Linked DNA regions of Mus musculus: region 2 is linked to region 1. A link is a contact called in public HiChIP or PLAC-seq data. All regions are on one chromosome and are shown on one strand. The core of a region is the stretch at or near the end of the contact, and the rest is flanking DNA. Distances in the headings are between cores, read along the strand shown. Region 1 overlaps Map1s (microtubule-associated protein 1S). Region 2 overlaps Fcho1 (FCH domain only 1).

Region 1 (3,128 bases), core at 190-2,689:
TTTGAAAAACAGCTCTTGGCCGGCTATTGGGCCTTAGTGGAAACTGAACGTTTGACAATAGGACACCAAGTTACTATGCGACCTGAACTACCCATCATGAGCTGGGTACTATCAGACCCTGCAAGTCATAAAGTGGGACGCGCGCAGCAGCAGTCTATTATCAAATGGAAGTGGTATATACGTGATCGGGCCAGAGCAGGTCCTGAAGGCACAAGCAAGTTACATGAAGAAGTTGCTCAAATGCCTATGGTTTCTACTCCTGTTACAATGCCATCTGCTGCCAAGCATACGCCTATAGCCTCATGGGGTGTTCCCTATGATCAACTGACCGAAGAGGAGAAGACTAGAGCCTGGTTTACTGATGGCTCTGCACGTTATGCAGGCACCACCCAGAAGTGGACAGCTGCAGCATTACAACCCCTTTCTGAGACAACCTTGAAAGACACAGGTGAAGGGAAATCTTCACAGTGGGCAGAACTTCGGGCAGTACACATGGTATTACAGTTTGTTTGTAAGAAGAAGTGGCCAGATGTACGATTATTCACTGACTCATGGGCTGTAGCCAATGGATTGGCTGGATGGTCAGGGACTTGGAAAGATCACAATTGGAAAATTGGTGAGAAAGACATCTGGGGAAGAAGTATGTGGATAGATCTCTCCAAATGGGCAAAGGATGTGAAGATATTTGTGTCCCATGTAAATGCTCACCAAAAGGTGACTTCAGCAGAGGAGGAGTACATAGGTGTGCACATGCATACATGTGCATACAGAAAAATCTCCCAAAAGTTGAGGATTCTAATAGAGCAGAGATGTGAAGCGGATGGCCAGACAGGGACTGGTCATCTTGTTGGTCAGGCCTCAAGTCAGAGATGCTGAGGCTTCCCTGAGCCCCTTGACTGTGCCTTCCCAGGAGCTAAGCCACGGGAGCCAAGCAGACAGAAGGGAGGGAGGGCGCTGGCACTCAGCTTTTGTCTCCTGCTGCCTGCAGGTGTTCGCTCCTGGGAGGATGTGGACCCCGCTGTCTGCAGCCTGGATGAGCAGCTCAAGGCCTTCGTGTCCCGGCATTCAGCCACCTTCTCCAGCATTGTGAAAGGTGACCTGCCCCACTCTGCCTCCCTTAGTTCTCCTGCTCCTCTCTGGGTGCTGAGCTGCTGAGTGGCAGCTGTATGCCGGGCGTGGGGTGAGGCAGTGCTAAGGCCTGCACAGAGGTACCTCTGGCCTGTGGATGCTGCCTTGGTTTTGGACAGTAGAAGAAAGTCATATGCTCTGTCCCTAACTTACAGAAGGGTGTAGTGACTTTAGGGAGGGGCCCTCAGGGCTGAGAACCAATAGGGAAGCAGAGATGGGGTGCAGGGCGATTTCCTTGGGATCCTGGGGTGGCCAGAGCAGCCCTTTCATGGGTATTGCTTGTAGCTCGTCCCTGCCCAGTGGGTTGAGTCACCACCTACAGCTGCAGGAGGGGAAGGAAGTGTCCCTTTGGGTCGTAGTGGCTTCCTGACCCCTGATCCATTGGAGAAAAAGCTGGAAGTGACCTACTGTGTGACCACAGCCCTCTGGACGCCCCTTCTGGGTAGTCACATTTCTCTGGCCTGGTCTTGCAGGGGAGGGCTGAAGCTGCTGTCTGCCATGTAGAGCCTCCTGTGTGTCCTCCTGGCTTAGGTGCTGAGCTGTGCTGGTGCTGATACGCAGTCTAGCACCCCTGGCTGATCATCTGTGTTGTCCCTGCTTGAGGCCCAGGGCACCCATGGGCTTCTTCCATTTTCTTTCCTGTTTGCTCTCAGCTGGGGCACCCTGCTGTGGGTTCTGCAGCTTCAGTACCTGAGGGTCCCCTGGTGGTAGGATTTGGGATTAGGCAGCCTGAGCCGGGGCCTGGGCTTGTCATCCCACAGGGCAGCGGAGCCTGCACCACCGTGGAGAGACCTTGGAGACGCTGGTCCTGCTGAACCCCTCAGACAAGTCCCTGTGTGATGAGGTAGGAGCAGGGCCCTGTGCTGTCCTCACTCCTGACCCAGCATATGTGCTTGACACTTCTGCACCTACTTCCTCTTGTAGACTTGGGGCAGGAAGGCTGGTCATGGAATGCACTGATGAGCTGGAGGCAGGTGGGAGGAACCCATGGAACCCAATGTCCTGGCTTAGCCTCTACCTGGCCCAGGCAGGAGCTGCCCTGGGTGGTAGGAGTCTTGCTTTTGGCCAGCCTGCACCTTCCTCCCAGTCTAAGACAGCTCTGGGACTCTCTGATGCATGTCACAAATTGATCTGGGAATGTTGTCACAGGCCTGTTGTCCCAGCAGGAGGAGGCAGAAGCAGGTAGGTGAGGGCTAGCCTGTGCCTAAAGAAAGATGGAGAAAGGGCTAGGTGGGTCTTCACAGGAGTCTCACGGTGAAGGAGCCCTGCTTGGCAGGCAGATGCCAGCTGGCCTCAGGGAAGGGGAGGGCTGTGGTAGGCACACCTGCTGGTTCTGCTTTCCTTCAGCCTCTCAGTTGCCTCTGACAATGAGTTCAAAGCTGGGGCCTGGTCCAGTGCCACTCACGGGGCTGCCCACCTTACCCACAGCTCCGGAACCTCCTGATGGACCCCGCCCCTCACAAGCTGCTGGTCCTGGCCGGGCCCTGCCTGGAGGAGACTGGGGAACTGCTGTTGCAGACTGGGGGGTTCTCGGCCCACCACTTCCTGCAGGTGCTGGGGGACAAAGAGGTAAGTGGTTCCCATGACCCTTCCGCCCTTTCCCAAGCCTGTGCTCTAGGGTGAGAGAAGGGCTCCGAAGCCTATCATCCACTGCACAGTGCAGTGAGTGGGGAGGGTACACTGAACGGGGCCGTGGGCTAGGAAGGCAACTCCACCAGAGACCCTGGTAGGTAGGCCCGGGGTGACAAGTGGCGGCTGGTGGGGGTTAGAGGAAGTGGTGTCTAGTCTTCATGTCCAGGTGGTCCTGTGCTTGCCCCACAGGTCCAGGATGCACTGGCCTCAGCACCAGCTGCCCCAGCCCTCACTGTGTCCTGTCCAACCTTTGGGGACTGGGCACTGTTGGGCCCTGTGCCCGGGCTGCAGCTGCGACTAAATCCGCCCGCGCAGCTGCCGGCCTCAGAGGGCCTTCGTGCCTTCCTGGAGTATGTGGCTGAGTCGCT
Region 2 (3,128 bases), core at 350-2,849, 800 kb after region 1:
GTAAGGTTGAACCGAGGTCCCTGAGGTCCTTTGAGGTTCATGACCTGCTGGTTCTCCAGTAGAAGCTAGGAAGCTGGAGTACTGACGTGGATCACACCCAGTCTTCTCGTGCATATGTCAAGTGCTCGGCCTCCCCACAGAACCTTGACCAGCCAGTCGCAGATAAACCCGAGTTGCACTCACATCCTTCTGGTTACTATGGCTCGCAAGAAATGTTTTGTTTGTTAAAACTAGTTCTACTTTCATTCATGTATCTTCTTCCTACATCCACATGAGTGCAGTGCCCTTGGAGGCCAAAAGAGGGCGCAAGGTCCCTTGACTCTGAGTGCTGGGAGGACAATCAGGTCCGGCCTTTCAGCTGCTGAGCCTAGACTATCAGGAACTTTATCCTGCTTCCCACCCTGTCTGTCCCTGAGTTGACTGCTGGCTTCCTCACCAAGCCCAGCTCTCCCTCAGGTGCCCGTCCTTCTCTAGTTTATACACTCCTATGTATACTTCAGAACCCTCTAGGTAGCAGTTTACTTCTACCCCTTTGGAGGGCTCAAATATAAGATATCCTGCATATCAGATATTTACATTATGATTGACAACAGCGGCAAAAATCACAGCTATGAAGTAGAAATGAAATAATTTTATGGTTGGGGGGTCACCACAACATGAGTAAGTATATTAAAGGGTCTCAGCATTAGGAGGGTGGAGAAGCAGTGTTCTAGGGGTTCATCTACTTCTCCCTCCCTGTAGCCTAGCTGTGTGTCAGCAGGAATAGGCAGCTCACACAGCCCTGGAGATGAACCGCACAGTAGGTATCAGCTCCTCCTTCCCCCCTCCCCATCCTTCCCGGTCTGAACCGGAAAGAGGATTCCTCTTTATTTTGTTAGAAAACTGTTTATTTAAAGAATACTAAAGGCCAGGGCCTGCTTGTGGACGGAGGAGTTGGCTGAGCCAGGCTGAAATGGGTGTTCCTGTCCACGGAGTCCAGCCTGGGGGAGCCGGCAGAGGCAGGAGAGCAGGCAGTCCCCAGCACTAGGAACCTCAGCAGCTGACGAGGTACATCCCTGTGGGGATAAAACAGCGTGGGGGCTTGCGTGAGCTCCCCCTCCCGACTACCCACCCCACCCTGCTTCTCCAGCCCCAAAGGGCAGCAACTACCTGTAGCGAATCTCCGCTTCACCAGGGACATGCGGTAGCCACCACCTAGCAGCTCCAGGTCCAGGCCAGACAGCGTGGCGCCCTCACTGGTGAATTGTGCGGCCACGGGGCTGGGAGTGCTGGGCCCCGACTGCGGCTGCCAACTGGCTGACAGGTGGCCTGAGCCTACGGGGTGAGGGGTCAGCCTCGACTAAATCAGACCTCGCATACCCCTTGCCTAGACCACGGGTCCAGGATGTGCTCCTGTCACAGGCTCTTTGTCACAGGCTCAGGATACAGGTGGTCCTGTATCCTGAGAACCCTCCTCTAGAATTCGTCAGTTCCCACGAACTATGTCCAGTTTTAACAATCTGCCCACCCGCGATTTCTCCCACGCAGCAGCCCTCATCAGAGCTGTGACTCACCCCCTGCCTCACACACATCTGGAAGCTTCCACGTGAACCTCTTTTCCTCTGTGTTCCTGGTGGCAAGGAATCTGGGTCAGACTCGACAGAGAGGTCTCTGGCAGTCAGTTAACTGTGTAGCCTTTGCAAACCCATGCCCAGCCAAGCCTCAGTCTCCCCACCCGTGCAGGGGTGTGTCGTGGCACAGCTATCCCAGGGCTCTTGTTGGCTGGCTTGTATGTTCCCAGCTGGGCAGGGTGGCTTACCAGGTGGCCGCAGGCTGCAGCCGCACACTGGTCACCGGCTCCCCCACGGGCAGGAGGATCTGGACATTAGTGAGTGGCGTGGACACAGCAGTGGCGCCCGCACGGTAGCTGTACTCCACCGAGACCCGCGTGAGTGTGGGCCCGCACTGCCAGTGGGCGCTCATTTGCAGGGGCACTGACTCAGGTCCAGGGCGGGAGAACTTAGGAACGAAAAGACAGAGGTGGCTGGGCGACATAGCCACGGCCGGTCACAAGGGCTATGCTGCCCCCAGCCTAGTCCAAGCAATGTGCAACCACCAGTATCATACGCAGTACCGCGAGTGGCCAGCAGAGAGCAGGAGAGCTCAGAGGACACAGCACTATCTATTATTTGCATTATTTATGTAACCCGCCCTCGCCCCGCCCCCGCGCAGCCCCACCTGGTACCGCAATAGCACCAGGTTGTAGTAGGAGGCGGTGGGGTTCTGCTCAGCCTGGTGCTGTAGGGCCTCCGTCAGCGCCGCCATATTCAGCCAGAAGTCTTTGGTCTCCGGGTCACTCTGGGAGGGGTCACTGTAGAGACAGGGACAGAATATCCTCACCCCTCGGGAGACGCTCTCCCATTCCAGACTGGGCTGCTGTGGGTGCAGTAGTAGGTCCAGAGAGGAACAGCCACTTGCCCCATGCCACACAGCAACTAGCAGGGGGCGCTATAGGCATTTAAGGCCCTGGGCCCCTGGCTCCACTGACATCTGGGACCCTCTCCCACGGCCCATGCAAGGCACCTGAAGATCAGGTCAGCGTTGGGCTGGAAGTGTTCTACAGGGGCCGTGTTCACCAGCCGGAAGCTGAGGACAGGTGGTGGTGGGGTGCCACTGAACACACGCACAATGCCCGCAGGGAAGGTCATGGTTAACTCCCCGGTGACTCGAGCCAGGCAACTAGGAAACCAGGGACAGTATGGGATCAGGGCTCCGCTTGGCACTGGACCCTCCTGGTTATACTTGCAGCCAAAGCTCCTGTGGGGCTCTGATTATTCTCAGCATTGTCTCCCCAACTTCTTACTCTTCCTTCCCTGCCTGGCAAGATGAATTTCTCCAACCCAGCCTACATTTAAGTACTAATGAAAGTACCATCCCTAGATCCTCTTCTCCTGGGCCACTAGGAGTCCCAACCTAGAATCAACTGGGTGTTCTGAGCATCCCTAGGTTGGGTGTAGAGTCTAACACTCTACTCTTCTTTGTGGCTTAATGCTAATGTCTCCTCTTGCATATGGCAACCCCAGGGAGGGCAAGCCAGCTTCAGAGCCCCCAGTTCACCCTTGACCTGTTTCTACTACAAGTCCCTTTGG

Evidence for each region. HiChIP or PLAC-seq counts read pairs in DNA pulled down with a chosen protein or histone mark.
Region 2: a contact with region 1 is called in an H3K4me3 HiChIP or PLAC-seq map of embryonic midbrain, with 4 times the contacts expected there. The contact joins two enhancer-like sites. A contact is called at or near these places in 2 of 484 Hi-C or Micro-C datasets (LSK cells and the N1E-115 cell line), 4 of 115 datasets of contacts at active chromatin or transcription factors (bone marrow-derived macrophages, double positive thymocytes, embryonic midbrain and 1 more) and 1 of 9 other capture datasets (macrophages).

The regions. Positions count from the first base shown.
Region 1 is chr8:70,909,957-70,913,084 of GRCm38.p6, forward strand. Map1s (microtubule-associated protein 1S) reads left to right here. Exons shown (of 7, transcript NM_173013.3): 2 at 989-1,093; 3 at 1,890-1,972; 4 at 2,557-2,697; 5 at 2,950-3,128. Among named protein-coding and RNA genes, the nearest start is that of Map1s, 5.5 kb to the left of the region's middle. Within about 2 kb of position 1,440, at least 35 of the 459 cell types and tissues checked have an H3K27ac peak or open chromatin away from gene starts, as enhancers often do.
Region 2 is chr8:71,707,777-71,710,904 of GRCm38.p6, forward strand. Fcho1 (FCH domain only 1) reads right to left here. Exons shown (of 28, transcript NM_028715.3): 23 at 2,563-2,718; 24 at 2,218-2,350; 25 at 1,799-1,998; 26 at 1,554-1,609; 27 at 1,150-1,314; 28 at 611-1,055. The coding sequence ends at 1,033. Among named protein-coding and RNA genes, the nearest start is that of B3gnt3, 7.5 kb to the left of the region's middle. Within about 2 kb of position 1,600, at least 45 of the 459 cell types and tissues checked have an H3K27ac peak or open chromatin away from gene starts, as enhancers often do.